Linked DNA regions of Mus musculus: regions 1, 2, 3, 5, 6 and 7 are each linked to region 4. Evidence: chromatin contacts called from public HiChIP or PLAC-seq and promoter capture Hi-C data. All regions are on one chromosome and are shown on one strand. Each heading gives the region's core, a stretch centred on a gene start, on an enhancer-like site or on the middle of the called end of the contact. The rest is flanking DNA. Distances are from core to core; before and after follow the strand shown. Region 1 holds the start of D830015G05Rik (a long non-coding RNA gene). Region 2 has its middle 64 kb from the start of Vmn2r26. Region 3 holds the start of Usp5 (ubiquitin specific peptidase 5 (isopeptidase T)). Region 4 holds the start of Necap1 (NECAP endocytosis associated 1). Region 5 has its middle 31 kb from the start of Vmn2r27. Region 6 has its middle 79 kb from the start of Vmn2r25. Region 7 holds the start of Vmn2r27 (vomeronasal 2, receptor27).

Evidence for each region. Promoter capture Hi-C pulls out the DNA fragments that hold promoters and counts their contacts. HiChIP or PLAC-seq counts read pairs in DNA pulled down with a chosen protein or histone mark.
Region 1: a promoter capture Hi-C map of pre-B cells shows a contact between it and region 4, with 20 times the contacts expected there. The contact joins the promoter of D830015G05Rik here to the promoter of Necap1 in region 4. A contact is called at or near these places in 19 of 39 promoter capture datasets (the 3T3-L1 cell line, 3T3-L1-derived adipocytes, the C10 cell line and 14 more), 3 of 15 datasets of contacts at CTCF or cohesin (large pre-B cells, pro-B cells and stem cell-derived epiblast-like cells), 3 of 484 Hi-C or Micro-C datasets (B cells, the G1E-ER4 cell line and LSK cells), 22 of 115 datasets of contacts at active chromatin or transcription factors (DN3 thymocytes, VIP interneurons, astrocytes and 15 more) and 2 of 9 other capture datasets (embryonic stem cells and liver).
Region 2: a contact with region 4 is called in a promoter capture Hi-C map of pre-B cells, with 5 times the contacts expected there. The contact joins the enhancer-like site here to the promoter of Necap1 in region 4. A contact is called at or near these places in 3 of 39 promoter capture datasets (the C10 cell line, embryonic stem cells and pre-B cells), 1 of 484 Hi-C or Micro-C datasets (B cells) and 2 of 115 datasets of contacts at active chromatin or transcription factors (large pre-B cells and pro-B cells).
Region 3: a promoter capture Hi-C map of pre-B cells shows a contact between it and region 4. The contact joins the promoter of Usp5 here to the promoter of Necap1 in region 4. A contact is called at or near these places in 2 of 39 promoter capture datasets (cranial neural crest and pre-B cells).
Region 5: a promoter capture Hi-C map of the HPC-7 cell line shows a contact between it and region 4. The contact joins the enhancer-like site here to the promoter of Necap1 in region 4. A contact is called at or near these places in 20 of 39 promoter capture datasets (the 3T3-L1 cell line, 3T3-L1-derived adipocytes, the C10 cell line and 14 more), 4 of 15 datasets of contacts at CTCF or cohesin (embryonic stem cells, large pre-B cells, pro-B cells and 1 more), 22 of 484 Hi-C or Micro-C datasets (the AML12 cell line, the G1E-ER4 cell line, LSK cells and 14 more) and 13 of 115 datasets of contacts at active chromatin or transcription factors (astrocytes, embryonic forebrain, embryonic hindbrain and 9 more).
Region 6: a promoter capture Hi-C map of pre-B cells shows a contact between it and region 4, with 6 times the contacts expected there. The contact joins the enhancer-like site here to the promoter of Necap1 in region 4. A contact is called at or near these places in 4 of 39 promoter capture datasets (cranial neural crest, embryonic stem cells, hippocampal neurons and 1 more), 1 of 15 datasets of contacts at CTCF or cohesin (pro-B cells), 1 of 484 Hi-C or Micro-C datasets (B cells) and 3 of 115 datasets of contacts at active chromatin or transcription factors (astrocytes, large pre-B cells and pro-B cells).
Region 7: an H3K27ac HiChIP or PLAC-seq map of embryonic stem cells shows a contact between it and region 4, with 6 times the contacts expected there. The contact joins the promoter of Vmn2r27 here to the promoter of Necap1 in region 4. A contact is called at or near these places in 3 of 115 datasets of contacts at active chromatin or transcription factors (embryonic stem cells, forebrain and large pre-B cells).

What each region holds. Positions count from the first base shown.
Region 1 is chr6:124,413,693-124,416,775 of GRCm38.p6, forward strand. It overlaps D830015G05Rik (a long non-coding RNA gene), which reads left to right and starts at 1,380. Exons shown (of 4, transcript XR_378022.4): 1 at 1,380-2,199. It overlaps Pex5 (peroxisomal biogenesis factor 5), which reads right to left and starts at 1,375. Exons shown (of 16, transcript NM_001277805.1): 1 at 1,281-1,375; 2 at 595-758; 3 at 315-350; 4 at 1-9. The coding sequence starts at 741.
Region 2 is chr6:123,959,418-123,962,944 of GRCm38.p6, forward strand. It overlaps the pseudogene Gm21023. Among named protein-coding and RNA genes, the nearest start is that of Vmn2r26, 64 kb to the right of the region's middle. Within about 2 kb of position 2,119, at least 36 of the 459 cell types and tissues checked have an H3K27ac peak or open chromatin away from gene starts, as enhancers often do. A contact at or near this core is called in B cells, pre-B cells and pro-B cells, where this site is marked.
Region 3 is chr6:124,827,724-124,830,878 of GRCm38.p6, forward strand. Usp5 (ubiquitin specific peptidase 5 (isopeptidase T)) reads right to left here and starts at 1,761. Exons shown (of 20, transcript NM_001326594.1): 1 at 1,562-1,761. The coding sequence starts at 1,672. It overlaps Cdca3 (cell division cycle associated 3), which reads left to right and starts at 2,453. Exons shown (of 6, transcript NM_013538.5): 1 at 2,453-2,550; 2 at 2,780-2,927. The coding sequence starts at 2,808.
Region 4 is chr6:122,873,061-122,876,483 of GRCm38.p6, forward strand. It overlaps Necap1 (NECAP endocytosis associated 1), which reads left to right and starts at 1,497. Exons shown (of 8, transcript NM_026267.3): 1 at 1,497-1,603. The coding sequence starts at 1,509.
Region 5 is chr6:124,261,225-124,264,315 of GRCm38.p6, forward strand. No RefSeq gene overlaps it. Among named protein-coding and RNA genes, the nearest start is that of Vmn2r27, 31 kb to the left of the region's middle. Within about 2 kb of position 1,662, at least 6 of the 459 cell types and tissues checked have an H3K27ac peak or open chromatin away from gene starts, as enhancers often do. A contact at or near this core is called in the HPC-7 cell line and stem cell-derived neural stem cells, where this site is marked.
Region 6 is chr6:123,930,310-123,933,487 of GRCm38.p6, forward strand. It overlaps the pseudogene LOC100417034. Among named protein-coding and RNA genes, the nearest start is that of Vmn2r25, 79 kb to the left of the region's middle. Within about 2 kb of position 1,287, at least 6 of the 459 cell types and tissues checked have an H3K27ac peak or open chromatin away from gene starts, as enhancers often do. A contact at or near this core is called in pre-B cells, where this site is marked.
Region 7 is chr6:124,230,080-124,233,182 of GRCm38.p6, forward strand. It overlaps Vmn2r27 (vomeronasal 2, receptor27), which reads right to left and starts at 1,705. Exons shown (of 6, transcript NM_001104642.1): 1 at 1,491-1,705; 2 at 89-386. The coding sequence starts at 1,705.

The sequences.
Region 1 (3,083 bases), core at 130-2,629, 1.5 Mb after region 4:
TGACACCAACTATTACAGAGAGATGGTCGGATGAACATTAGGATCAGAGGGCCTCAGCCAGAGGCAGGGCCCACTGATGTTGGACAGAGAAACGAAAACTGGAGATAAATAAAGAAAAAAAAAAATCTATCTGTAAATTTGGAAACCAGAAAAATACCCCAAAAAGTAGACGAAAACATTGGCAGGCAATCTCATTTGGTAAAGAGAGTTCAAAGACTGAAGTATGAGTGGACTGATTTAAAAAAAAAAAAAAATCACCACAACCCCCCCCCCCAAAAAAAAAAAAAGACAGAAAAGAAACTTGCTCTGTTTACCTCGTCTTCAGTTCCTACTCCCAAAGGCTTGGAAACCTAAGATAAGAAGGAAAGAGACAATAGCAGGCTACAACCCAACTCTAACTCTACTGCTTAGGTGGCCTGAGGCAAGTCAAGAGCCTTCACAAAGCCTCAGCTTCTTTGTCTATAAAATAGTAGTCCTTGTCTGTGTAAAGCCGCACAAGGCTCACTCCAGTGTTACTGAATGGTGACTGCTATTACTTTAACACAGAGAAAGCAGCTGTCAGGTGGAAGAAATAGGCTCTCCTAGAACACTCACGGTCTCTGCTGCTGAGGCTCCCGGAGGCCAGGGGCCAGGCCTCAGTCCCTCCTGCCGAAGGGCCTTGTCCTGGGTGAAATGGGTGGCCAGCTTCATCAGCGGGTTGGCACCCCCACATTCGCCCTCCACCAGCTCCCGCATTGCCATGGTGACCAGCAGCTTCCCTGATGGACAGAAGATTAGAACTGTGGTCGGGAAGCCAGACTTTCCCAACGCACGCCTCAGGCCCTATCTAGAGCAGATGGGCCCACGACGGCTCCACAAGGGCCAGGCCCCCGGGGCCACCCCCCGAGGTGTGTCTGGAGTCCAAGAGGAGGCTGTGTCCTGCCTTCCCACTCGAAACGCTGCTTTCGGCTCGGGCTTCCCCTCCAGCGGACGGCAGCTCAGACACCACCCGCCAACAGCAGCTCTACAAAAGGGCCTGGACCCCTGGGGAGCACGGGGAGCGCATCATAAACACGGCTAGACCCGAACTCTAACCTGACGAGGGACAGCGGGGACGCCTTCCACCGTACACCGGGACCCACACCCCCGGTCAGGCGCCAGCTGCGGGTCCCGATCCCAGCTCGTGTCACCTGAGCCCCCTCCCCGGCCGCGCCCGTCCCCGCCCAGCGCCCCGCGCCCCCAGCCCCGTCGCCCCAGCCTCGACCCCGTCCCACGAGGCCACCGCAGCGGCGGGGACTTACGGGCCTCGACCCCGCGCCCCCAGGCTCCAATGCTCGCCGTCGCGGGCCGCACCGTCCGACCGGCCGAGGCACCCGGAGTGGGCTGGGGGAAGGGAGGGGGCGGGAGCAAGGGGGCGGGACTCGGCCTTAAAGGGGCCGGGACGGCGGCGCTGCGGCCCAGCTCAACGGAAACGGGTAAAGGGGCGGGGCCTCAAGCTTGCGCAGCGTGATGGGCGGAGCCGAGATCCTTAAAGGAGACAGTCCTGGACAGTTGGATTGGGGAAACCTGCAGTAGTCCCTAGAACGCCAGGATTTATTAGTGGAAAACTCAGAGGACTGGAGCTAGAAGAGGCCTCTCTGGCTTTGGAGAAAAACCAAGGTTTCAGGTTCCACGGTTCAGCTCTCTTTCCTGGTTCTCCTGCACCTCTAAATCGCCCAAACTGAGCCCGGGAGATTTCGGAGGTCAAATCTATGACCTGCTTCGGCCTCCTAGGCCTGACCCCCCTTCCAACAGACGCTCCTTCAGGACAGCGTCACAGCCTCCAAGGAGACAGGGGCCTGCCTCTACCATCTCTGCGTAATGAAGAAAATAGCTCCGGATGATGACAAATTCTGGTGACTAAAATAGGGTCCAACGCATTTTGAGACCTCAATCCTGTAATGGATGGGGAGAGTGCTGTGAGTCACTCCTCTCTCCTCTTTCCTACTGGTCAAGGTCACGATGGCCTGATTCCCTGCAGCTCCAAGTTGGGGAAACGTGGCAAGGAATACCTTTGATCAGGGAATATGAACCTAAGCCTCAGGCTCCACCATCTGCCAGAGAAATGGCTCGGGTGCCAGACCTCAAGGTCACACTGGAAAGCAAACCTTGATAGCTCACCTAGGTCCAAGACCGACGGACTCCTTGACGTCCTGAGAAGGGGAGGGGTTCAGAGTGCTGGTAGGTGGGCTAGGAGGAAACTGGTTCTAGAAAGGCCTGACGTACGTCCCAACCCGGGGTGCGGGAGAAGCAGGTAGTCTGTAGGTGGCGCCCTGGGGCAGGCTTGGTTCTTTGCTGCCCTGATGATTTCAAAGGTAGCCTTCCTCAGGGAACACAGGCAGTGTAAATTCGTCCCTGGGAAAATAGAAATTGCCCTTATAACTGCAGTGGTTGAACAAGGCAGAATATTGTGCAATGTTTCTGTCTTTAGTACACTGTCAGTATCTTTCAGAGGCCCTAACACACACACATACACCCATTCTCCTTGACCACAAATTTCATCCCTGTCCACTGTTTCCAGGCTGCCATTGTAAAGAAAAAAACACCTAGCAACGAATAAACTAAACCACACCAAGGAGGAAAGGATGCCATCTTGGAAGATGAATATGTTAAAACAGGAGAATCTCTGGAGAAAGCAGTGTTTAAGGAAAGCATATGATGGTTTGAATTTCTGGTCATGGGGAAATGGGAGAGCATCTCCCAGAAGCATTCAAAACGCATCACACACATAACCTCCTACTCTGCTAGGAGGTTAGTAACTGATTAGCAGGAATTTACCATGCCAAGATCTTGGGAGAATAATTGAGATAATAACCGATGCTTATGAAATGCATGTTAACCCCCAGGTGTTGCCTTAAGCACTTGGTGAGCATTAGCACTTTTAATCATAATCTTCATAATACTCCTATGAGAAAGCTATTACTAACCTCCTTTTACAAATAAGACTTGCACAAAAATCAAATAGCTAGGAAGTCAGAATCGATGCAAGCAGTTGGCAGCGTGGCTCAGTGGTAGAGGTGTTTATACACAGGCCTAAGGGCCTGAATTTAATCCCTTGGGCCCAC
Region 2 (3,527 bases), core at 869-3,368, 1.1 Mb after region 4:
CATTGATGAAGCAGAAAGAGGCAATTAACTTAATGAAAATTAAAGTTGTATTTATAAATACTAGTTTGCAGAGCCTGGTTTTGACCACACATCTTTACATATTGACTGAAGGCTGTTACTTTCACTAAGCCTTAACCTCTACGATACATCCAGACAACTGCCCAGTATGTTTTCTTGGTTTTATTTCTAGGTAGACCATGGGTGTGTATGATCATTACAAGGAATAAACTATCTGAAGAATTAATTAAAAATGAAACTGTAATTCTTACAGTGATTCTGCAGGCAGAAAGTTCTGGTGTTTAGCATGGGAAAGGACAAAGTTAGAGTACTCTCAGCATGATAACACTCAGCAATCCCTTTAACCCTGAAATCTGAAGAATTCCACTCTGTGAACAACGCACAGTGCTAACTTCAAAGACACTCACCTGATTGTGGTGTTCACCCCAAGTTATAAGTGTGTCATTTAGGGAAAGATGCTGAGCACTGTGAGATTCAAAGACAAACTCGCCAACCTTCACGTGAGCTTTGGTACCACTCTGCAGAGACTGGTAATTAAAGATGTCAAGCTTGGTTGCTGAAACTTCCTTATTAACAATGTTCTCCTCATTGGTGCTTCTCACAAGTTGGTCCTTTTGTAAGAATGGATGGAGCTAAAACAGAAAATAACTGTCAGAATTTGCAGTACAACTCACTTAGATACAAATAAACCTGGTTACTTTAATTGCTCTCTCTTTCACTAATTTTATGTCCCTGTGGCTTTCATTATTGTTCTGTTATCAAACATTTATCATAAGGCTAATACATGCTAGCAATATGTCAATATGTAGAGGTTAGTATAGTCATAAGCTATTTACCAATACTATCCACACTATTTATATTTGAAAACTGAATTTTCTCAGTCACTCGGTGATGAAAGGAGGATTCTGGACACCAGATTCTCATTTTGGTGAAAAATAGGAACAATAAAAATGAGTTGTTTTAAACGTTTTGCATAATAGCTTTTCAGAATAAATACAATTTTTTCACAACTCTTAATTACTTGTGAAAGTTTGAATAAAAAATTCATATTTTAAAATACGAAAGTTGTCAATAAGGGAGAGGAAAGCAGAAGACATGTGGTATAGGATTGTAGAGAATCATGTGATAGAGAGCACCAAAAAAATATGGGAGTCAGAGAGAATAGATGGAGTAAGTTAACCAAACCTGAAGATATATGAAGAGGTCAGGCATAAAGCATAACTTTGAGCCAGTTAGAAAGAAAACATAATTTAAAAAGTATTTAAACAAATTTGTTATAGATTATTATGTATAAAAAATTTCTGTGGCAGATAGGAAGCCCCCAAAAGACGTCAAGACTATGCAGGTTATGATCATTGCCCTTGGTTACACATAAGAAGCACGTTTTCATTGTTGTTGCCCCATTGAATAGCTGCATACTTATGCCCACATGGAAAGCATGGTGGATTATAAGTCCATTGGATCATGAAGGAAAAAACAAAATGAAAAACAAATGTAGGATAGGGACATGGTGGGAGTCTGGAGGGTCTGTGAGGACAGAGCGAGATGAGGGAGGGAGGAAAATGTGTGTGAACAGAAGGTATTGTGTACTTGTATGCTTGAATATAATTGTCAAGGAAATAAATTATTGTAATAGACCATATACGATGGATATAAAAACAATGATGTCTAACCTTTTAATTTGAACTTAAAAAGGCAAGCAAACAGTTCTCTGAAGAAATAAGTTAAACATATCCTTTCCTTAGAGAGTGAGATGATTTACTTTTAAGATTGACTTAGCAAAATTCTCCTATTAAACTGAAGGGCAGAGGAGTGTGATCTGAGATAAAAACATGCAGGAGTAAAATTTTGTTCCAGCCTTATAGCAATGTTAAAGGAAACTTGCAGAGAAAAGGAAATTTGTATAAGCTAGAAAATTATACTGACATAGAGACAATAATAACAATGAAGAATACCATATTAAACTTGAGCATTGTATTTAGTTTATTTTTCTAGTAGGGTATAATCTCCTCAAAACCACAAAGTGAATACAATACCACATAGCTACATTTTTAGATAAAGGAAACGCTTGACAGCACTGCTACAACAAATAGGAAAGAGGAACATAGGGTTTCCAAATGTGTCATCATTGCTGTTAAGCAGTACTTGTAAGTATGTCTTGAACATATTAGAAAACCACAAGAATTTTTTAAGTATAACTGACATTCTATGAGAAAAGGTACAATGGAAAATATTCGATTAAATCTAAAGAAGTCAGCTAAAGATAAGATAACAAAAAGGGTCAACTGCCTCCAAAAAGAAAATGCTCATGTGAAAGTCATTATTATAAAGCTCAATAATCAGTTTAAGGTTAGTTCACTAAATGCATGAATTTAAAACAGATACAAATTGGAGTAAAACACTATACTCAACCAGACAAACAAAAAGCTGCCATGACTTGACTAGTTAACATGAAATCCACAAGGAGAGTCAGTGTCCCTTAGCAATGCAGAAAATGCAAGCTTACCACTGCAAGAGTACATGGTCCTAATTTTGTGCTTATACATGTAGCCCTACATGGACTCAATGGTCTTAAAAAATATAACACATTAGCTGGGAGGGTAGATGGTATGGATAATAGAGAATATACAAGGGGTAGATTAGAAATAAACATATTGTGTGCATGTATGAAATTCTTAAACAATAAAAAGGATTAAGAAAGAGACAAATATAGAGGGAGAAGGCATGCAGGAACATACTGTGTCAACACTAATCAAAAGAAAGTTGGATTGAGTATATTAAAGAGAGCAAAGTAGCCTTCAGAACAACTTAGACATTAAAAGAAACATGAAAACAATAATTAATATAAATAATAAAACAAAAACAATAAAAAACACCAAGAAAACTTTAAAATGATCATAGAATGAATTGGGTGGTGTTCCTTCTGTTCCTATTTTGTGGAATAATCTGACAAGTATTGGGATTAGATCTTCTTTGAAAATGTGATAAAATTCTACACTAAACCCATCTGGTCATGGGCTTGATTTGGCTGGGAGACTTTTAATGACTGCTTCTATTTCTTTAAGGGTTTATGGGACTGTTTGGATAGTTTAGCTGATCCTGTTTTAACTTTGGTACCTGGTATCTGTCTAGGGAATTGTTCATTTCATCCAGAGTATGCAGTTTTGTTGAGTATATGTTTTTGTAGTAGTATCTGATGAATTTTTGAATTTTCTCAGTTTCTGTTGCTATGTCTGCCTTGTCATTTCTGATTTTGTTAATGTGAATACTGTCTCTGTGTCCTCTAACTAGTCTGGCTCACGGATTATCTATCTTGCTGATTTTCTCAAAGACCCAACATTTGGTTTTGTTCATTCTTTGTATAGTTCTTTTTTGTTTCTATGTCTTCTTCAGTGTATTTGCTTCTTTTTGTTCAAGAACTTTCAAGTGTGTTGTCAAGCTTCAAGTGTATGCTCTCTCCAGTTTATTTTTGGAGGCAGATAGAGCTATGAGTTTTCCTCTTCCCACTG
Region 3 (3,155 bases), core at 511-3,010, 2.0 Mb after region 4:
GAATAGTGTAGACCGCAGTGTTCATTAATAAAGCATTTCTCACCACAAAGCTTAGCTACACTCTCTTGCTTCCATAAAAAGAATGAGAAGATGATCTGACCAGCTTCAGTTTGTTACTACGTCAAGTAGGCTGGAGAGCCCTTGCCTCAGAATGAAAAAGGGAAGGTGCTGGAAAAATTACAAAACAAATAAACAAACAAAAACATTATTTTCCAGTCATATAAAGTACCAAGGAGAGACAAGAACAACTGTCTTGTCTTTAAGTGTAAACACTGACCCACTGATTTCTACCTTTCGTCCCTGGGAGGAAGGTGAGAACACTCAAGTAACTCTTCAGATGAAAATAAAAGGTGCTGGCTTCATCGCTGGTGGAAAACCGTGCCGGGCAATCATCCTTTACTTCTACTAAGGCCAACCTGAGAGAAGCAGAGCTTATCTGGGGCGCTGATCAAAGCCCAGCAAACCAAGCAAAGCACAAATCACAGGACTGGTCCTGAAGTGGGCATCACATTATGCTGCTATACTTGGCACTGGGGATGCATTAATGAAGCCTTTCCAGTCTGACTTGCAGTTTTCAGGCCATGAGCTGGTCTGGCTTAAAGCTCTGGGCAGGGCCCAACAACCGCTAGAGGGGAGGGGTGATGAAGGGGGCGGATCCCAACCAAACTGCGGCCCTTTCAGTTAGGGCCTGAAGGCTCCTCTCTGGCTGAAGATGACACAGGAAGGCAGAACTGCAGGAAGGGAGGTACAAGGTGGAGCCTGCAGAACGTGAAGCACGGTGTGGGTGGCGGCTTTGTCTAACTAGACAAGAGTGGGAGCAAGACGAGAAAGGGGCCTTAGCATCCTCCAAAGAAACCCTTTCTAAGGAATACTTGAGAGAGGGGTTGTCTCGGCAACCTGTGAAGGACGGAGGAATGGGAGGGGTCGCGGCTATAGTTCACTTCAAAGGAAAAAACGACTAGAACTCTCCATTGGGTATTTTTCCTCCTCCCTGACCAATGGCCCACCTCCTCATCCCCTGTCCAAATTAACCACTAGTGGAGGCTATTTAACTCAGTGTTTCTCTAAATCGGACTTCTTCACAGATTGGCATCCTCTTCCAGACTAGAAGCTGCAGGATACATACCTTCCCAATCTCAACCCTTGCCCTGAACAGCGGGGAGTCGCCCCTACTCCTCCCACATGAAACTACAAAACCCGGAGAGCCCTGCGCAACGTGCAAGGCCACATTCAAGGGTTTTTCTGGGAGTCGCCTGGGGGATGTAGTTCGCCGTACGGGTTACAATTCGAACTTAGAATAGGAACTAGGGACATGGCCAACTACAATGCCCATAATGCTTCACGAGACCAGGAGTGGGCAAGGCGAGAGCTGTAGCTTCCGGGAGTGGTAGTCATACTACAGCTACAGAGAATGAAAAGCAAAAGCAGAGAGGTATGGAGAAAACTACAAGTCCCAGGGTGCATCGCAAGGAGGCGGTAGCCCAAGGTTTGCAGGCCTGGCCGAATGACCAGGGCAATGGAAGGAAGTCGTGGTCGTCGCGGGCGTGGGGAATGGGCTTACCGGCGTGTCGAAAGAGAAAGCGCACTCGTCTTTATGGACCCGGTCTCCCGCCTTGGGGACACGGATCGTCGGTAACACTGACAGCAGCGCCTCTTCACTCAGCTCCGCCATGACACCGGCAGCAGCTCCTCCTCACACAGCAGCTCCCACTGTACCTAGTACCGCCCCCCTCCGTCTCTCGCATCCAATGAGCGCGACTCAGTGTGCGCATGCGCTAAAGGCAAGACGCGCGAGATCGGCAGTTGGACCCAGCCTGCCTCCTGGCGCTCCACCCTCTGCCCCCACTCAGCGAATACCAATAAAAAGCGCCGCGGGTACAACTGATGGCCGAAAGGACCAATCCTGCTCTCCCAGGGCAAGTGCTCATGTGGCGGTTCCAGGAGGGCTGGGAGTTGCAGGAGCTGTGATTCAAGGACTCTAGAATGCCTTACGTGCAGAGCAGAAACTGTGAATTGTTTAAACGCATTGATTACTGAAACTTTGCCAAGGACTCGTCCAATCAGAAAGCACTTGTCTTGGTATTTGAAAAGCAGTAGTCAATGAGGCGATTTTGAGAGATGCGTGATAACTCCGTCAACCAATAAGGATGGCTGTTTCGCTTTAGACAAACCATATTAACTCCGTCTCCAGCTGGCTTTGTGCATACAGTCTGATAACTCATTCTATTTTGTTTAATGAAACAGAAAGGCCGAGTGGCACCCATCAAGTCCACCGCTGTCAGGCTGATACTAAACAAAAGTCCCCAGCTCACGGAGCCACCACCGGAGGGCAAGCCAGTCCTCAGCCCATTGGCCAGTCCTCATGATAGACATCCTTCAGACCAATGGCTTTCTGCTCCGGAAGGCGCATTTTCCACAACTGGCCTATGAGAGTCTGCTTCGGCTTAGCCAATAGGGTCGGGGCAGGGGGCGTGGAGGGAAGTTTGAAACTCCGGGCTTTGGGAGTTATTTCTCTAGCTGGTGTTCGGGCAGAGGTCGAGCTGGGGCCCGGTAAGTAATGTGAATGAATTAGTGGTTAAATACGAAGGCTCCCGCAGACCTGACTGCTCTGTTAAAAATCTCCATTCGTTATCCTTGCAGAGTTCTCTGGGCTAGCGACCCGGAGGTTCCTCTGCTGGAAGCTGGGAAGATCGGGTGGGTATGGGGTCAGAGGTCCGACACGGAAGCAGTAAGCTCTGAGTCTCTTCTGACGGACGTCCCTTCCTCTGCATCTGCACAGCCGGGCCCCGTCCCCAGCCCCAGTGGAGATGGGTTCGACTCAGAGCGTCTCAGGCACTCCAGCACGGCCTCTGCCACGCAACAAGCAAGTGGCTCGAGTAGCAGACCCTCGTTCACCTAGTGCTGGCATCCAGCGCACTCCTATTCAGGTATACTGGGCTGGGCTGGGGAATGCAGGGAGGCTGTCTGGATGCGGGCCTCTGCCTAGCTTGTTTACATGAGCCCTCATTCCCACTGCCACTGGAACCCTACTTTCTCCATCCCTCCCCCTTTTATTATTTATTTTTGAGGCTCTAATATAATCTTGTCATATCTGCCTGTCCCTCCCTCCAAACCCTTCCGTATACCCCTCCTTGCTGTCTTTCAAATACATGATC
Region 4 (3,423 bases), core at 247-2,746:
AAATAGGAAACCAGTAAAAGACCATTTTTTCTGTCTGTTTTCTTTTTTATGTCTCCATCCACAGTGTATGTATTCTCTTTATAACATGTGTTGGAGAAGTATATGATAGAAAAAAAAGTTTTTGGTTGGGGATGTAGCTAAATTGATAGAATGCTTGCCTAGTTCTCACAAAACCCTGGATGTGATCCAAAACACTGAAAAAAAGAAAAGAAAAGAGTGTGGTGACACATGCCTGTAATTCCAGTACTATGGTGGCAGGAGGATTACAAGTTCAAAGTCATTCTTTAGTACATAATGAGATGAGGGCCAGCCTGGACTACATTGAAACTCTGTCTCCAAATAAACAGACATGAACAAACAAAAAGCTAGTGGAACTGTTAAAGGCTACACCCACTTAATATTTGGAGAGTTCTGCTAAATGTCCCTTCAAAGCAGCGTTGGATCAATTTATAGTCCTGGCAACCGTAGCCAGTCTCTACATCCTTACCAGCCAATTAAAGTCTAATTCTTTTTTTTTTTTTTTTTTAAAGATTTATTTATTGGTTATATGTAAGTACACTGTAGCTGTCTTCAAACACTCCAGAAGAGGGAGTCAGATCTCGTTATGGATGGTTGTGAGCCACCATGTGGTTGCTGGGATTTGAACTCCAGACCTTTGGAAGAGCAGTCAGGTGCTCTTACCCACTGAGCCATCTCACCAACCCTAAAGTCTAATTCTTGTTGAACTGGCTTTGCTAGGCAAAGCAGACCAATCAGAAGTAAAAGTCAACCAGTCGATAGAATGCAATGAAAGAGGCTGCTACTGGTGTTTTGGGGGGGACAAGATAAGATCAGACTTGGTTTTGCCACTTGAAGTCAGTGCCATCTAAAACATTTCTAAGTTACACTGTTGTAAGCTTACATTTATTTGCGAGTGCACAAAGAACATATTTGTGGATAGAGCTGTTTAGTACTCATCGTGATGTGTAGCCAGCTGGGCTACTCATGCTGAGGGATGCTAGATAGCATTTAGCACTGTAATCAGTCATTTTAATATGGAGAAGTCACCAACAAAACCTACAAAATTGCAAAAAAACAAAACAACCCCATGGTAGCACTTAATAGATTATGCATTGGACACTTGCTTATGAGAACAGAATGAGAAAGCAGAGATTCATTTTGTCCAACCTCTGTTTTGTTTTCGTATATTCAGTGACTTTTTTTTTTTTTTTTTCTGGTTACCGTTTGAAGGTAGGTAAAAGAGAACTGAATTCTTATTTTTAATTTTTCGCTGGGGAAAGAGCCCAACCCGAGGCCTTGGCAGGCAAGTGCTCTACCACTGAGCCTGTCTTTGCCGTTACTCAAGATGGCGAGCCAGGCGCATCAGCGTTTCCAGATTGTAACAGGTTTTGCGCCGCCTAGAGGTTAACCTCGAAGCTGTACCCGAGCGGAAGTGACGCGAAGGAAGCCGTCGGCGTCTCAGCCCGCCCCCACCCGTGCCCCGCCCCCGCGGCGCTAGCGGAGCCAAGATGGCGGCAGAGCTGGAATATGAGTCCGTGCTGTGTGTGAAGCCCGACGTCAGCGTCTACCGGATTCCGCCGCGGGCCTCCAACCGCGGTTACAGGTACCCAGGGGGATTTGCAGCCGGCGCCCGCCGGGGTGACGGTTGTGTCCTTGGGCAGCAGCCATCGGCTCGAGCCGCTGCCGCCGTAGTTAGCCTGCCACCCGGGCTGCCGGCGGCTCCGTCTACTTTTCTGTTTTGCTGGAACTCTGATTTTGTTTTCTTTTCTTCCTGCCGTCATGCGTCTTTCCACCTCTCCTCCCCATCCCTCCCCCTGAGACATCGTCTGCTCCTCGTCATCCGCAATCCATTCATGCCTGCTCCATCTGTTACTCTTGCTGCGACCTTTGGCTTGTAATCCTCCACGCGCGCGTCCGCACACGCACACGGCACGCTCCCCCCCCTCCCCCCGCGCTTCTGATCCCGCCTGACACTTGTCCGGAATGGTAGTTTTGCTGTCCACTGTTTAGATGATCTATTTTAATTGATACTGTTGTCATTCTCGCCAAGTGTCATCATCCTTTAGTTTTTTTTTTTTTTTGGGGGGGGGGGGCGCAGTAGGCACACGTTAAGATCTTGTATTCCAGTGATGAGCTATTGCGTGTTTTCATTTTGTTTGTGTGTGTGTACCCCTCCCCCCCACACATTGATTATGTAGGGATTTCTGCCTTCCTATCAATCCAGTCACCTCTCTTAGAGCTTTCCCAGAGTCAGTGCAGCATTTTTTTTTTTTTTTTTTTTTTTTTTCCTCTTGTAAGGCCTGACAACCTTGTAATCCAGTGATTGAGGTTTTGGGCTGTTGTAGGATGTTAAGGAGTTCAAAGAGAATTCGCTGGGATTTGTGTTGAAAACTCTTTAGGTCTGAGCCCTCGACACTAAATAGCTGTGTAATTTATGAGCCAATCAATGTTTTTCTTCCCCAGGCCTTAAGGGTTCTCATTTGTAAAACAGGAGAAGTAGCGTGAGAAGACTGTGCACGTCTTGTGTACCTCACAGGTTTTTATTTGTTTTAGAGGTATGTGTATGGGTGTTTTGTCTGTCTGTATGAGTGGGTATGCCTTGTGCTCACAGAGGTCAGAGTGATGTTGTGAGACATCAGATCTCCAGGAACTGGAGTCACTGATGTTGGTGAACCATCATCTGGGTGCTGGCAACTGAACCCCTGTCTTCTGCAGGAGCAACAAGTGTTCTTAACTACTGAGCCATTTCCCCAACCCCTTCACAGGTTTTTTTTTGAGAGTTAAATAAAAGAGTATAGGGTAACTAAATCGTTATAAAAATACAGTACTAGTAGTATCCCTTTTCTGACCTACATACCTTCATGGTTTTTCTCTTGCTGGAAAGTTACCTTCTCCACATCTCCATTTTGCTTCCTAACCAGAGGGTCATTCATCATTGATGAGTTGTTTTGTACAGACCTGTGCAGTGGGCCCTACGAGTTGTATATCTTTTGGTAAAGGAGTTGCCACTCAGATCTCACATTGACCATGACTGAAACTCAGCATGATGGTAGTCACAGGTACCACGTTATGATTTAGCTTACACATTGCTCTACCTGAGTCTTTGGTTCAGGCCAGCTCTCTGCGGACTTCCATAGCACTTTATGTTCATCTCTATCTCTGCTTTACTGTCCAGTCTTCTGAGCTCCAGGGTGGAATGAATAGCCTGAAGTCTTGTTAAACTGTATCTGTGGGGACTGGAAGGACCAGCATAGTGTCTTGCACCTAGTAGGCACTCAGCAAATGCTCACTGGAAAAAGAAATTGGAGCCCATCTCAGGTAAAGTGCTTACTGTGAGGGCTGAAAAACCAGCATCTGATCTCCCAAATCCATGTGACTTTACACATTGTCTTCTGCCTGCCACATATGTGTTAGGGCATGGCT
Region 5 (3,091 bases), core at 412-2,911, 1.4 Mb after region 4:
AGCCATGACAGACTGGCAGTTAGTAATGTAATCAACCATGCATAAGAACGAACACACAACACCCCATACAACGTCCTGCCAATCGTCTGAGGACTTAGAGATGGCTGAACACGGGAACCTTCCTAGAAGTGTTATGCCCAGAAGACATGGAAGCCCTCCGCCCCCGCCATCCTTTGCCCAATGGGGCCCTTCCAGGTAGCTGTGTTTTCACACCAGACTTGACGTTTCTTGCCTGTAATACAGTGTCACAAAATAACCCAGTGTCAGGTCTTCGCACTTCACAAATGGGGATAAATTATTCGTTGAACAATTATAAAATAAAATGGAAATGGAGCAGTTTTATCCCAACTGGGCACAGTGGTGTTCCTCCCAGTGTTTTCCAGAATGATTAAGGGACCTGAGTTCAGGGACAGCTAAGTTCCACAAAAAGCCAAAAGAAACACCAGCAGCCAACAATAGTACTGATTTTAAAAAATCAACAGAGCTTTTAAAATAGAATACCAAATAAGTCCATTTTCCCAGTTCCTCTAGATACATTTTTTTTTTTTGCTATTGAAAATAAAAATATCAACATTTCCTTTTCTAAATAGGTGCTATCAAAATTTTGGAGTGGGGTGGGTAAATGTTTTATTGTTTGAGAATTTTATATACAAAAAAAGGTGGTTTGATCAAGCCCACCCACTACTGTTCACGCCCTAATCTCATGTTCACTTTTAAAAACCATGGGTCAGTATTGTATGAATATAGGGTCATTCACTGGCCTATCAGAGGCAAGAACAACAGAAGGAGGAGGAGAGGGAGGAGGAGGACGAAGAGGGGGAGGAGGGGGAGGAGGGAGAAGAACAGTGTCCCTTCTGTCAGCCATCAACAACCTCCTACAGTAGCATCTGAGCTAGGGTTGTGACGCTGTGTTCCCGCCACATCCCTGCTGGAATTTCACCTGACTGGATGGTGTGCATGCAGCCACAACCACTGTGAGTTTATGTGTGCACTAGCCCAGTCATGTCCAGAAAATGCTACTATGAAGCAGTCCTCTGTGATTTTTACCTCTTATAATCTTTCTTCCGCCTCTGCTGTGATGTGATGTTCCTGAGCTGGGGGCGGGGGGCAGTAGGTGTGATACAGGTGTCCCATTTGTGGTTGAACAGTCCACACTGTCTTGTTCACTTCACCTTGACCGGTTGTGGGTCTCTGAATTGACTGACATCTACTGCAAGCGGAACCTTCTCTGACGAGGGTTGAGGGATGCGCTTACAGATGGGTATGAAGAAGAGTATCTAGAAGGCAGTTTAACCGTGTGCAGATTCAGCGATCAGAAAGTGGTTAGCTGCTCTATCAGCCATTTTGGTTTTGGCAAGTGTCAGCTATGGGGTTGGTAGAGCCATGTGCCAGCAGATGCAGCAAAACAACTCACTTAACACAACTTTCACAGGGCATCTGTTGCTTAGGAGATATTCAATCTTGTCGGCTTTTCTCTTCCTGCCAATAACAACATCTGGGTCCCTCTCTGCAGGGAAAGCCACCTCTAGACTCTTCCATTCTGGGCCTGGGGTAGGTCTTTTGTTAGAGGGAAAGAGAGGGCAGCACTTAGCTTGAGTCCAGTCGTGAAGGTTCTTTGTTAACTTCCTGTGTGGGAACCCACTGAAAGAGACGATGGAGATCCACCACTGGGTGGCGCACTGCCTTCAAGTCATTACCTCACACCCAAACTAGGTCTGTGCATGTGTACAGTGAACCTGCATTAAACAGGACCTCAAATAAGACAAGAGTTTATCTTTCACATCAGTTTAATCCAAAAAGAAAAGTCTTCCCACCCCTCCATAGCAATGCTATCTATGTCAATGCTTGTTAGTGATTAAAAAAATTATCATGAAAAAGAGTCTAAATAGCATTGAGATTAGGGTAGAACCAAGGTTATTGGATCTAAGGTAATTAGAGGTTTTGTTTTGCATTTTATATCATATTTCCTATTACAGAAGACAGGATAAAATTTAAACATCAGATCAGAAGTGTTTGAAATTGAATTGAGTATTTTAGGCTGTGAGAGGCCAGTCAGTGCTTGCAAGGGTGGGCCAGGGTGTATTTGCCCTCCTGACTGGAATAACTGGTGCCATCTCCTACAAGTGTGGCCCAGAACCCCCAAGCTACTTCTTAAAATACAAGTTAGATCCCAACTTCCAGGTTTCATGGTGTTTTTATAGTTTGCTTCCTCTGGCTTTAGAATGTCTGTGCAGCATGGTTCAATGTGTAAATTCTGCAGTCAGTGGTTCTTGATAACATTACTCCACACACATCTGAAAATATGTCCTGACACTTTTGTAGACAAGGCTGGGAGAGGGAAATTCTATTGAGAGGGTCAGGAGCTGTTCAGTGTAAGACTGTCACCCTGATAACAGTGTCCTTGGAGGAGTCAGCTTTGAGCCCAGGGAAGGGGTCCCCTGAATGAGCATGGAGGGCATCTACTTATGCTCCTCCTTTAGGTGGTACCAGACATGGATAAACATGTTGATATGATTTACAATAAAAATACAGATGTTCAGCATGTTAAAATTTAAGAGTCCACCTTCAGCTGGACAGTCCCAAGGGTACTTTCAAGCAGTGTCTCTGAACATCAAGTAATCAGACCAGCAGCAAAATCTCGAGATGATAATTTCTTTAACTACCTGCCCACATTTTGATTCATTTTACTGAAATTACTAGAAATGACAAAGAAAGTATTGTATGCAAGTACCAAATAAAGTCAAATGTATTTGTGTAAGAAAAAAAAATACAGATGTTCTAGTGAGTTCAAATTCTGCTACCTTGCACGATAATAACATCTACAGCATGATTAAATTAGTAACACTTTACCTCTCAAAGAATACAACTTTATAAAGATACAGTGAGTCTGTATTGCATATTATTTGCCATTAGTTGACCTGACTGAAAAAGCACCTAAGACAGAGAAAATTTTTAAATTACCCCAGAATGATTGCCTTCCTGCCGTCTTTCCCTGTTAATCATTCCACGGTCACTTTAGACAAGGGCAGACATCAAGGATATTAGCAACTGCACTGTTCCCAAGGCATTGACCAGATGTGAGTGGCACTGA
Region 6 (3,178 bases), core at 37-2,536, 1.1 Mb after region 4:
ATCTAATTTTTAAAATTAGATACAGAACTAAACTGGCTTTTTAATAGAGGAATCTCAAAGTGGTAAGAAAAATTTTAAAATAACATTCAGCATTATTATGCCCTATGGAAATGCAAATCAAAACTACATTGAGCATCCATCTTACACATGTCAGAACAGATATCATCAACAATACAAGTAACAGCTCCTTATGACAAGGATGTGGAGCAAGGGGAGCACTCTTGCATTGATGGAGAGACAGTAAACTTGTAAAGACACTACAGAAATCAAGATTATGGATCCTCAGAAAATTGGGAATTGATCTAGCTCACGACCACCTATGCCACTCTTGATCATATACACAAAGGACACTGCCTCTTGCCACAAGGACACTTGCTCAGTTAAATCATAGTGGCTATCTTTAAAATAGCCGGACATTGAAAGCAATCTAAGAAAATGTCTCTCAATTGAAGAATAAACAATAAAAATGTGGTACATTTATGCAATGGAATACAATTCCAGAGATCCATATTAACAAGGAGGGTTGTGGGAAATGGATGTGAATGGGTCACATGAAACTCCCTGGGAATGGAAAATAGAATACATTTTTGTGGGTAGACTAGAGGGTGGGTGGAGATGGGAACAAGATGGAAAATTTTCGGTAGGGAGGTTTAGAGAGAAAGGGTATGGACAGAAAAATAATGAGATTGAATAGTGGGGCATTTATGGGCAATGTCAAACATAGTGAAATGGAAGTTTCTGAGATCTATGAGGGTGAATTTAGTAAGGACATAGTAATGGAGGAGATGGAACCTGAACTGCCCATGTTCAGTAACCAGGCAAGGCTTGTAAAGGGCTGTAATATATGTGCCGCCACTAGATGGTGCTAAACCTCTTTGTGCGCAGCTGCGAGAGCACAGCCAGCCAAAGTCACCAGTCCGTCTCCGGGGCTTTTGCCCAACCCCTGGGGGCTTTAACCTATCCCCAGGGTGCATGAGGATCATGGGTGTTGCTACCAGTCCTAGTTTAGACACGTCACCAAAAGTATTTAAGCCACACACTTTCTGAGCTTTCTTTGTCTACCTCAATATGATATAGAAGTAAAAGTTAACCGTGGAAGAATCTGGTGTGTCCTGTGTTTATTTCCCGCGGGTCGGGGATAAGCTCGGGATAAAGGCTCCCAGTGGTGCACCTGGAACACCAACCCATTCACAAAACTTTGAACTCACAATCTATCCTGACTGCAAGGTGTGCTTGGGCAATGGTCACTCAGAATTTCTGGAAGTGACCTATCAATGGCAGGTCTAACTTAAGGCTCAAGCCATGAGAGGCAACCCAGGAAAGATTGCCTGTATAGCCACAAGCCTGAAGCTGGGTGGCTCAGAGACCTAAGGAATAACCAAATATAATAGATCACAACAACAGCAACAAGTCAAAGAACAGATTCCTAAGGATATTCTGATATAGTCATAGAGCAGTGCCTAGTCCAGTTTTCATCAGAGAGACTTCATCTTACAAATGATGGGTGCGGATATAGCCCTAGGTGGCCTCTAAATCATGATCCTTCTACCTCAGTCTACTATAAGCTTGAGAACATACATGGATGATATTTTTGAGCCTTATATAGATATGCATTATTCTAAAAGCAGTAATAAAAAGATGTGACCATAAAATGTCATAAATGTTTTGTTTGAACGTGCATAATCAAAGAAAAGCATTTTTTAAAACACCATAAGCGTATTGATTTCTGATAGAAATGTGAGCTCAACTTTAAACAATACATTGTGGTTCTTTTCCATTTTTTTCTGACTTCATGTCTTTTTGATACTTTATTCTACTGAAATAAACATGAATACATTGAGAAGGAGATATTAGCATAAAGATATATGCTAGCATTAGAAATATTTTTCTAACACAAACTATGAAAGACCATCAATCAAAATGCATAATTTATAAACCAGAACTCAATACTATAGGAAATCATAAGAACAGCTATTGTTACCTTCCATGGAAAAGGAACCAGGAGTACACTTTTATCAAGTGAGTCTCCTTCCACTCTTAATGACAGCTCCTCATGGTGTGCCTGAGCAATAGCATACACAGCAGCATGGACTTTGTAGCTCGAGGGTGAGGTATTCATATCCCAAACATGCAGAGGTCGTGTGCTCAGGCTGCCATTTGGCGCACATGGACTTCATTCCCTGACTCCATCCTTATCGAAATATGGGCATTCAAATAGATGGACCACACTTCCTGGATAAAGATATCATGAGGATATTTTCTAGGTTGAATACTTCTGAGAAAATCCTCAAATCCCATAATTTCATCCATGCAAAATGAAAATAATAATCCTCCACCAAAATATCTATAAACAAGATTTTGTTCAATGGGTAATGTGATATACCAATCAGAAGTTGTGATCCAGACATTACTAAAAAAGCATAGTAAATGCTGAGATAGACAGTAATCAGAAAATCATGAGTGTCACCAAATACAACAATAACACGTGTCTCTCTGACTCTTTCCATAGAATGTTTCCGGTTTACTGATTCTGTAGCAGAAAATTCTGTAACCTTTTCTGCAAATGCAACACAAAGTCCTTGATTTATCATCTCCTCTGCTATGCCCCTAAGGAAGATTTCTCCCCTCATATCATCTGGAGCCACCAGGCCAACCAAGACCCAAGTGAAGTATAGCAGCAGTGGTAAAATTCCCTGATACAGAGCTGCAATGTGCACAGGAAACTGGTAAGGAGACTGGAGCTGGACTATGGTCCCAAGACTCTGGTCAAAAGGAGCATAGCTGATCTAAACAAAAGAAAAATTATTATTTAAGACAATTAGGTTTATTCTCAAATGATTTGGTTTTCATTTTCTGTTTATGCACTCTAGGATATATGGAACAGTTAAATACCTTTGCTACAAAATACCAACTTGTTACCAGTGTCAATTACTTCTCATTGTGTACAGGAAATATATCTTTTTCTTTGTACTTTTATTGAAAATACCAAACAAGGACACACAGTATCTATCTCCTGATCTCAGTTCAGGTAATACCAGTTAAACAATAGTATTTGGAAATCTGTCATTTCCCATAGCAAAACTTTCATCTCCTGATAATGGAAATGGAGAAACATTAACACTAAAGGCCTTTTACTTGAAGTCGCTAATCTATAACTAATTATCCAACAAAGAGGAAT
Region 7 (3,103 bases), core at 455-2,954, 1.4 Mb after region 4:
CATATATCATCAAAAAGAATAACTGGATTAAGGAGAATTTAGTATTATAATACTATGTTTAACATAAGAATCAGGATGCTTTGTGTACCTGTGGGACATTGTAGAGACTTAGAACTTGGGAGATCTGAGCTGTTATTGCTTTTGAATAGCCTCCTATCACTGCAACCGGCTTATTAGTCTTCTCGGGCCTGCAGCTGTAGTTAGGAATTGGTGGTCTCTCTCCTGAGATCAACACCATACAACTTTCCATGGCCTTCATCACAATAAAGTCAACATCAAAGAGATAAAATCCCAAGGACATATTGAATAGAATATTTGGGTCCTTGTTGATTGTTTCTACAGCAAAAACCATTGCCAATATGTGCTGATAATGTTTAGGTAGATTGCTAGGAGGAAAAATTAGAAAGACCATTTTGTGTTCTTTTTTAATATTAATTTTTAATTAAAATATAATTATATCCTTTACCTTGTGCTCATTTATCCACCCAGTGCCTCTCATGCTACCTCTCAAATTCTGGATTTTTACTTATAAAAGTCTAAGTCATATAAAAATATACATGATATACCAAGAAACAAGCAGGATATTCTATATTTAAAATGTGAAGAAATTAGTCTTAAGAAAGAAGATTCATAGTACAACTTATCAAATTCAATTTTTTTGAATTTTTTTTTTGAGACAGAGTCTCACTTATTCAGCCCAGGCTGAAATTAAACTCAGTATATAGACTAGGTTAAACTCAGGCTCACAGAACTGCCTCTGATTCTCAAGTTCTGGGATTAAAGGTTTGTACTACCACATACTGTGAAAAGTAAAACTTTCAATTTTTACTGTGCGATTGTGTATGAGAAATTTAAATAGAAGAGTAAAGCATGTGGGAAATAGCAAACATTCAAAGTTAATCTTTCAGGAAGTATTTAAAAATAGGATGAACCTCAGGAAAGTACACAGTGGTTGATCAACCATAGCAATTTAAAAACTGTCAAGTACATTGAAACATGATAAATAAAATATTTTCTGTATACTACACTAAATAACTACAAAGAAAAATTGTTCTTAACTACAAATTATTTTCAACATATTCATATTTAAAAGAATTCAACATGAGTAGGGGAGAGATGCACAGAGCGCCAGTCATGGTTGAGTAGCTATTGGCATTTGGTGGCTACTGGGGAAGGGAGAGGCTGTTTCCTTAGGAGGTTTGTCCTAGTAGCTTACCTAGACTCTAGATGATGTCTTATACGTCTAGAGTACTGGCATGCCTAAATTAAATTACTAAAGTAAAAAGTGAGAAAATGAGGAAAAGAGAGAAACAGAGACATAGAGACAAACAGACAGAGAGATAGAGGGACAGAGACAGAGAGACCCCATAAAGTTGAAGGCAGGATACATTGGAGGGGAAGCGGTAGAGATGGGAGAGATCAACATATATTTTATATGAGTATGAAATCCTGAAACAATAATTTTTTAAAGAGAGAAGACAAACACTTACAAATAACTACCATATGTCATATTCATTGTCTCATTAAAGCAAAATTCAGTTCTGTCTTCTCGACCAGTCACTCTAAGGGAAAAGAATCCTCCAATAAGAAAATCCCCATCTTGATTGTAGCCAGGAGAATCAGGTACACTTATGTAGAAACAAGACATTTTTTCCTGGAATGAAATGAGAACAATCACTAGAGAGAAGGCAATGAGTAATTTCATAATAACATTGATAAATAATTGATAAAACCAAGATAACTGTTCAGTTAAGAACCTTGGACTAATCAACATGAACAAATGGATAAAATATGTGGCTGTCTGGTCTGTGTTGATCAAATTTATAAAGCATTGTTTTGTCCTGATACAGACCCACCAGTATTCAAACACTCCCTCAGTTCCAGGGAGTATAATTTGTGTTGCACCTACTAGATTGTGTCCCCTTCACAGAGTTGCTGTGAGTCTCCAAGGAATCATGAACCTGTCACTGGGCACCTGGGAATTCTGGGTCTCGGCAGGAAAACATGCAATTAAGAACAAGTGTGAAGTCCTCTCAAACACCTGTGGGGTGTTTGCACTCAGTAAGCTGAGGATTCTCAAGGTCCCAAGGTAAAGAGACACTAACCAGTGGAAACATAATAATGTCATGATGGGTCATCTAAAGGAGACATCAAAGGACTCAGTGTTTGAGGGCAAAAAGGCTGGACTCTCAATCATTTAACATCAGTGTCATCTTACAGTGTTCTGTAAGGAAAGAAAAAGCCTTACCCTAGAAAACATTTCTAGACACTATACTGGGTCAAATATCAGCTTGGGTATGCTTTTTATTGGATATTTTATTCATTTTATTCATATTTATTCACTTACATTTCAAATGTTATCCCTCTTTCCTGTTTTTCCCTCTGCAACTCCCCTATATCATTCCCCTCCTCCTGCTTGTATGAGGGTGCTCCCCCAAGGACAACTCACTCCCAGGTCACCTCCCTATCATTTCCAAACACTGGGGAATGGAGTCTTCACGGGTCCAAGGGATTCTCTTACTCTTGATGCCAGGCCAAGCCATATTTTGCTACATGTGCTGCTGCAATCATGGGGGGCAATGGGGAGTCCTTCCTTGTGTACTCTTTGGTTTGGTGATTTAGTTCCTGGGAGTTCTGGGGTGACTGGTTGGTTGATATTGTTGTTCTTTCTATGGCGCTACAAACCCCTTCACCTCCTTCAGTCCTTTTTCTATCTCCTACATTGGGGTCCAAGAGCTCAGTCCAATGGATGACTGTGAGCATCCACATCTGTATTTGTCAGGCTCTTTCAGAATCTCTCAGGAGAGAGTAAGAACAGATTCCTGACAGCAAGCTCTTCTTGGCATCCACAATACTGACTGGGTTTGGTGACCATATATGAGATGAATCTCCAGGTAGGGCATCTCTAGATGGCCTTTCCTTCAGTTTTTGCTTCAATATTTTCCTCTGTATTTCCATTACACAGGAGCCATTCTGGGTTAAAATTATATAGAAGGGTAGGTGGCCCCATCCCTAAATCAGAGGCCATGCCTAATCTCTCCATATGGTCCCTACAGATTCTCTCTCCCATTTGTTGCATATTTCATTTAATATCATCCTCGTT